Regions from separate parts of the Sus scrofa genome. Here region 2 is linked to region 1. Evidence: chromatin contacts called from public HiChIP or PLAC-seq data. All regions are on one chromosome and are shown on one strand. Each heading gives the region's core, a stretch centred on a gene start, on an enhancer-like site or on the middle of the called end of the contact. The rest is flanking DNA. Distances are from core to core; before and after follow the strand shown. Region 1 holds the start of CCDC33 (coiled-coil domain-containing protein 33). Region 2 holds the start of PML (protein PML).

Evidence for each region. HiChIP or PLAC-seq counts read pairs in DNA pulled down with a chosen protein or histone mark.
Region 2: an H3K27ac HiChIP or PLAC-seq map of alveolar macrophages shows a contact between it and region 1. The contact joins the promoter of PML here to the promoter of CCDC33 in region 1. A contact is called at or near these places in 5 of 47 Hi-C or Micro-C datasets (embryonic fibroblasts, epiblast stem cells, liver and 2 more) and 1 of 2 datasets of contacts at active chromatin or transcription factors (alveolar macrophages).

Annotation. Positions count from the first base shown.
Region 1 is chr7:59,222,632-59,225,331 of Sscrofa11.1, reverse strand. It overlaps CCDC33 (coiled-coil domain-containing protein 33), which reads left to right and starts at 1,262. Exons shown (of 9, transcript XM_021099064.1): 1 at 1,262-2,437. The coding sequence starts at 2,369. All of the region lies in intron 1 of LOC102162300 (a long non-coding RNA gene), which reads right to left.
Region 2 is chr7:59,448,810-59,451,509 of Sscrofa11.1, reverse strand. PML (protein PML) reads left to right here and starts at 1,355. Exons shown (of 10, transcript XM_001925572.5): 1 at 1,355-1,548; 2 at 1,551-1,597. The coding sequence starts at 1,464. STOML1 (stomatin-like protein 1) reads right to left here. Exons shown (of 8, transcript XM_021099072.1): 1 at 2,246-2,700; 2 at 1,925-1,956.

The DNA of each region.
Region 1 (2,700 bases), core at 13-2,512:
GTGCTCTGTGTCCAGTGACAGAGCCCCCGAGGGCTCCACTCAGTTTCCCTCCTGCCTCCCACCAGAGCAGGGCTGGAAGACAGCCATGTCGGGAGCCTGGCTGAGCACAGCAATGCCTCTGCATGGTACATTATTGATGGGGCTTCTAATTGTGCGTTTCCCAAAGTCTACAGGCTTTTGATGAAAAATTCATGGCACGCCTGAGGATGGGAGCAGATTCAATCGATTGGCAGTGCAGCGGGCCTGGGAGCCTTGGGCCCCTCTCAGCGAGGGGGCAGCTGAAGGCTGGGCTGGGAGGGGGGCATAAGTCTGGCTTTGTCTTTATCCCAGGCTTCTGCCCCTGGGTCTTGGGACAGGGGATGTACACACAACAGCCCATATACCCTATGGGGAGGCAGAAGGGCAGGATCAGGAAGGTCTAGGCCCACATCTGGGGTGCCAACTGGGTGGGTGATGCCACCGGAGAGGTTGGCCATCCCCATCACAAGCCTTGTTTCCATTTCCCTAGAATAGTATTGGAACCTCCAGGGCCTCCGTGAGTCCCACAGAGGAGGGACTAATATTTCCTGAGCCAATCACATGCCAGGCACTATGCTTGGAACTTTTCCCCATAACCGCAGTACATCCCCAAAGGCTCCAGGAGATGGTGCAGTCACATTTTCCATCTCACAGAGGATGAAACCGAGGCTCAGAGTGGGACTCGAACACAGCACTGAGCAAACTTGAAACCCACTGTCTTTCTATGGCTCCCAGTCCCAGCCAACTCCCCTGCCCCATCCCTATTAAACAGAGGAAGAAACCCCATTAAAAAACAGTGAACTCTCTAGGGTCTTAAAGTAAATTAAATAAAAAATGAGGCCTACAGAGGAAGAGAGTAAGATCCCCCCTACACCACTGACAGAGGCCAGAGACCCCCAACCATATAGAGTCCTATGCTAGCACCCAGCAGCCAAGGGTCGGGGTGCCTGCTTTTGAAAAAGGTCAAGCTAAAAAATAAAAAAATAATAAAAAATAAAAAATAAAGGAGTTCCTGTCGTGGCACAGCAGAAACGAATCTGACTAGGAACCATGAGGTTGTGGGTTTGATCCCTGGCCTTGCTCATTGAGTTAAGGATCTGGCGTTGCCGTGAGCTGTGGTATAGGCCACAGATGTGGCTCAAATCTGGCATTGCTATGGCTGTGGTGGAGGCCGGTGGGTACAGCTCCAATTGGACCCCTAGCCTGGGAACCTCTGTATGCCACAGGTGGGGCTCTAAAAAGACCAAAAAAAAAAAAAAAAAATCTGTATGTCTTGGACTTTCCAGGCAGGGATGATTCTCATGCCACTATTGAAACCCCAGAAACCCCCTGTCTTGGACTTTCCAGGCAGGGATGATTCTTGTGCCACCGTTGAAACCCCAGAAACCCCCAACATTCTTCTATCTATTCGTTAAACAGATCAACAAATATTTATGGAGTCCCAACTTTGTTCAGGAATTTTGCTAGGTACAGATGAGGGGAGTAGCTATTAGGAAAGGCTTTGGGACCAAACTTGCCTGGGACAGGCTGGACCCAACTCAGCTGGGGAAAAGCCAGACAGACCCCTCCATGCCCTAGGTGGGTGTTTCTGCAACCCAGGCCAAGGGCAGTTAGGGCAGATGGCTCTGCCTTAGTGACCAAGGCCGTTTCTAAGTGGCGAGTTGCCTTGTTTGGGTTTGTTTTCCATTCGCTTCCCAGTGAGTTCCTTTTAAAAACATCCACCCATGTTGTCTCAACTGAACTAACAGGAAAGGAATTTGTCCAGACTATCAGGAAAGCAGAGATGGGCAAGCCCAGGGGGCAGGCGTGGGGCCCTAGGCCTCTGTGTGCAGCTGCAGGAGAAGAGTGAGTCTAGCCTGGGTTGCTGTGGAGGGATTGCTGAGGGTGCAAGTGCTGCAGAGAGGGGAAGCCAAGGGCCAGAAACAGGAGGCGGCTGAGGGGAAAAAGGAGGGGGAGATTGAGGGTATGGGGTAACCAAGGGGCAGAGACCACGGAGATGGAGAGGGGAAGCTAAGGGGAGACTGAGGTTTAGATGCAGGGCAGGGGGAGGCTGAGACTGGGGTTGAGGAGGCAGAAGGCCAGAGCCATTCAGGACCTTGCCCCTTTCCTGGCCTCCTGGCCCCCTAGCCCTTCCAGGCCCTGCCATCTCCTTGCAGTTTTCTGGCCAAGGAATGAGCTAGCATGATTCTAGTCACCCCACCCAGATGCCCCCACCCTGAAACAATGGGGAAGTGGCCCCTTGGGCCTGCCTGCTTCCAGCTCAGGGCTGGGCTTGGTCACTAGGCAGGCACTTGTTGTAGCAACAGTCCCTGAGGACCCATCCTAGGGAACAGAACTGCTAGCAGGAAAGATGGGGGAGGCAGAGTCCCCATCCGCTCTGGCCCCCAAGGCTGCCCCAGGCCTCCTTGACAGCTGCTCTGTAAGTCTGCCCCAACACCCACCAGTTCTGGGAGCGTGGGTTGGTTCACCTAACAGCCAGGTGTGTTGGGATGTGTTGCCTGGCAACCAGTAAAAGGGTTCCCAGAGCAAGGTAGAGGGAAGATTAGAAGATCAGGCCTGCAGGTGTTGAGCCCTAGATGCCCGTGTTCACAGGAACCTTGGGTAGGGCTCCCAGTCCAGGCCACCTGAGCCCACACCCACGAACCCAGAGAAGGAAGAGAAAAGGACTTCCAGAAAAACTCA
Region 2 (2,700 bases), core at 106-2,605, 230 kb before region 1:
TGCCTCTCCACCAATTGAGAAAACTCAAATGCAAATGGTGAATTTACTCTGAGAAGCAGTAATTTCCAACAAGATTTTGGGCAGTCTGTCTCCCAAAGTGGGCAAAGAAATTAAAAAGCTTTCCTTGTCTCACACATGCCACTCCTGCCTCTTCAGGCCCCTCAGCCATAGACCACTTCCAGGTCCCTTCTGCAGATGACTCCTTACTGATCAAGCTGCAGGATAGGGTAGGTTCCTGAGGCTTCTCACTGTCCCTGGGAAGTTAGTTATCCTTCCCTACTATAAGCTTTACAAGAGCAAGGCCCTGTTATCATCCCTCTATAGTCTGTCCCAAGCTGGAGCTGAGCACAGAATGGGTACAGAACAGGAATGGGAGTCCGCACAATGGCTGGGATGCTTTGAAGTTTGAAGACAGCGGCATTGGCCCAGTGATGCCACCTGGAGTTGTGCTTTCTCCCCACACCAGCTGGGGGCCTGGGCTTCTCCTTTGGCCAAGAGCAAACCTGCTCTCCCCTCACTTTTCCCATTCCTGCTTGCCAGCTTTCCCCACTCTCTACTGCCTCGGATTCACCAGCCCTTCCAATGGTCACACAGGGCATCGTCCCATTCCCCTCATCTCCACACAGTCTACTCCCAGTGTCTCTGACTCAGGTCCTCCCAGGCATCCCACAGCCACTGTCCTAGACCAGACCACTGGGCCCTGGTCGTCAGAGTGACTGTCCCAGCATACGCAAAGGATCCTGTTGCTCCTGGCTTCCAAACCCTTCACTGACTCTCTATTGCCCACAGTACAGGTCGGGTCTCCCTAGCTACCATCTTGCCCCAGCCCATTCCTAGGCTGACATTACATGGGTCCCCTCTTAAATCTGAAAATAACCAAAACTAGTTTCTAAACAGGCACTCCTGTTTCAAACCTCCACGCCTTTGCACGTGCTGTTCTCTCTGTGTAAAGAGTCCTGCAATCTCTGAATCCCTGGTAAATTCCCACCATTCCTTCAAGTCCCAGTGAGACACTTCCTTTCCAGCTAGTCTCAATACTGTGTGAAAAATCTCCACGGAGGGGCCTGCTCTTCCAAAGCAGGGAATGAGATCCTTGCGGCCCCGGCTCCCCGCGGAGGGCTGGCACAAAAGCTGAGCCAGTGTGAGCTGAATGAACGTTTCAAAGCCGAGGGCGGGGGCTGCCTCCCTCGGGGTCAGTTCTGCCAAAGTCCACCTCTGAGTCTACTCCTCTCCTCCCTCTCCCTGCTCCCCGTTCTGGACGAGCCTTCAAAACCCACAGTTGGCCTCTCCGCCCTAGAGCCTCCCCCCACAGCTCGCGTCTCACTTCCTCTCGGGAGGCGGGCCCAGAGCGGGCACCTCCCCTTTGAACTGCTCCGGGAACTCAGTGCTCTCGCGCACGCCTCTGGTTCAGCTTCTCCCGCCCTCCCAGATCAAAACCGAGAAACGAAACTGCGCTGGATTCCATGCAGCAGGAACCGGCACCCGCCCGATCTCCGGGGCCCCAGCAGAACCCCGTACTGCCCCAGGCCCCCACCATGCCGCCCCCGGAGCCCCCACCGAAGGACACCAGCCCAGCCCCAGCCCCAGCCCCACAGAGGTACTACTGCGTTTGGGGAGATGGGGTTTAGGCTTTGTTGATTTGCTTTGGTCGGAGGACGGGGTAGGGGTGGGTGGGTGGGGGAGAACAGATGGGAAAGGACAAGGAAACTTGGTCAGGTACCTTAAAGAGTGACACAAAGAGGGAAGATCAGGCCCAAGGGTTCTGACCTTCTCGATTGGGGTAGGGATGCGCGAAAGTAGAAAAGGGGACCAGGATGAGTTAGGTGGGCCTCTCTGGACTGTGATTCTCTACTAGCAGCGGGGTGAGATGCTGAGGGTCAGTGGCACTGGAGACCAGACTCTTGCGCCCACGCTGGCGACTTACCTCTTATCCCTGCCTCAGGTGAAAGACCCCACCTGTTAGGACGAAAGGAAATAGCAGCCTTATTGCACTGGCTTGGGAGCCCCGAGTATGTCCCAGGCGTTGAAAAACCAGAACCCTAGTTCTTAGATCAGAAAGTGGCAGAGAGGTAGGTGTCTTGGCTAAGGCCTCAAGTTCCTGTGGTTCCCCCTTTAGGAAGCTTCTTGGATCCTTTTCTCCGAGTCCTCTGCCCTCCCAACCCCCATCCCCAAAGGGTTTAATAGGAGTTTATTAGTCTCCTCCTGCACAGACTCCCCAGCCTCCCACATCAAAGGAACTACTTACATCACTTGCTCTGTGTTCTAACAGGCCCTTTTTACTCTTCCTCTTGAAAGTACACGTAAGACCACATTGCAGTAACTTTTATTATCTGCTTTATCACACCCAGGAATAATATTAACAATACCGTTAACCTTTATGAACACTTTTCATGTGCCACGTATTGTGTTTAGCATTTTTTTGGTAGTAAAATACAATAACATCTATGTGTTATGTGTGTTTTATCCTTTTCTAAGTGTAAAAGCCAGTGGCTTCAAGCCGTTGGTAATGTTGTGTAACCATCACCCATATCTTTCCTGAGTTTTTTCATCCAAAGTCTGTACCGTCTAAGTAATAGTTCCTTATTCCCCTCTTCCCCCAGTGGCTGAGAGCCTCTAATCTACTTTTTGTCTCTGATTTTGCCTAGTCTGGATATTTCATATAAGTTTAATCCTACAACATTTTTCCCTTTGTATTGGATT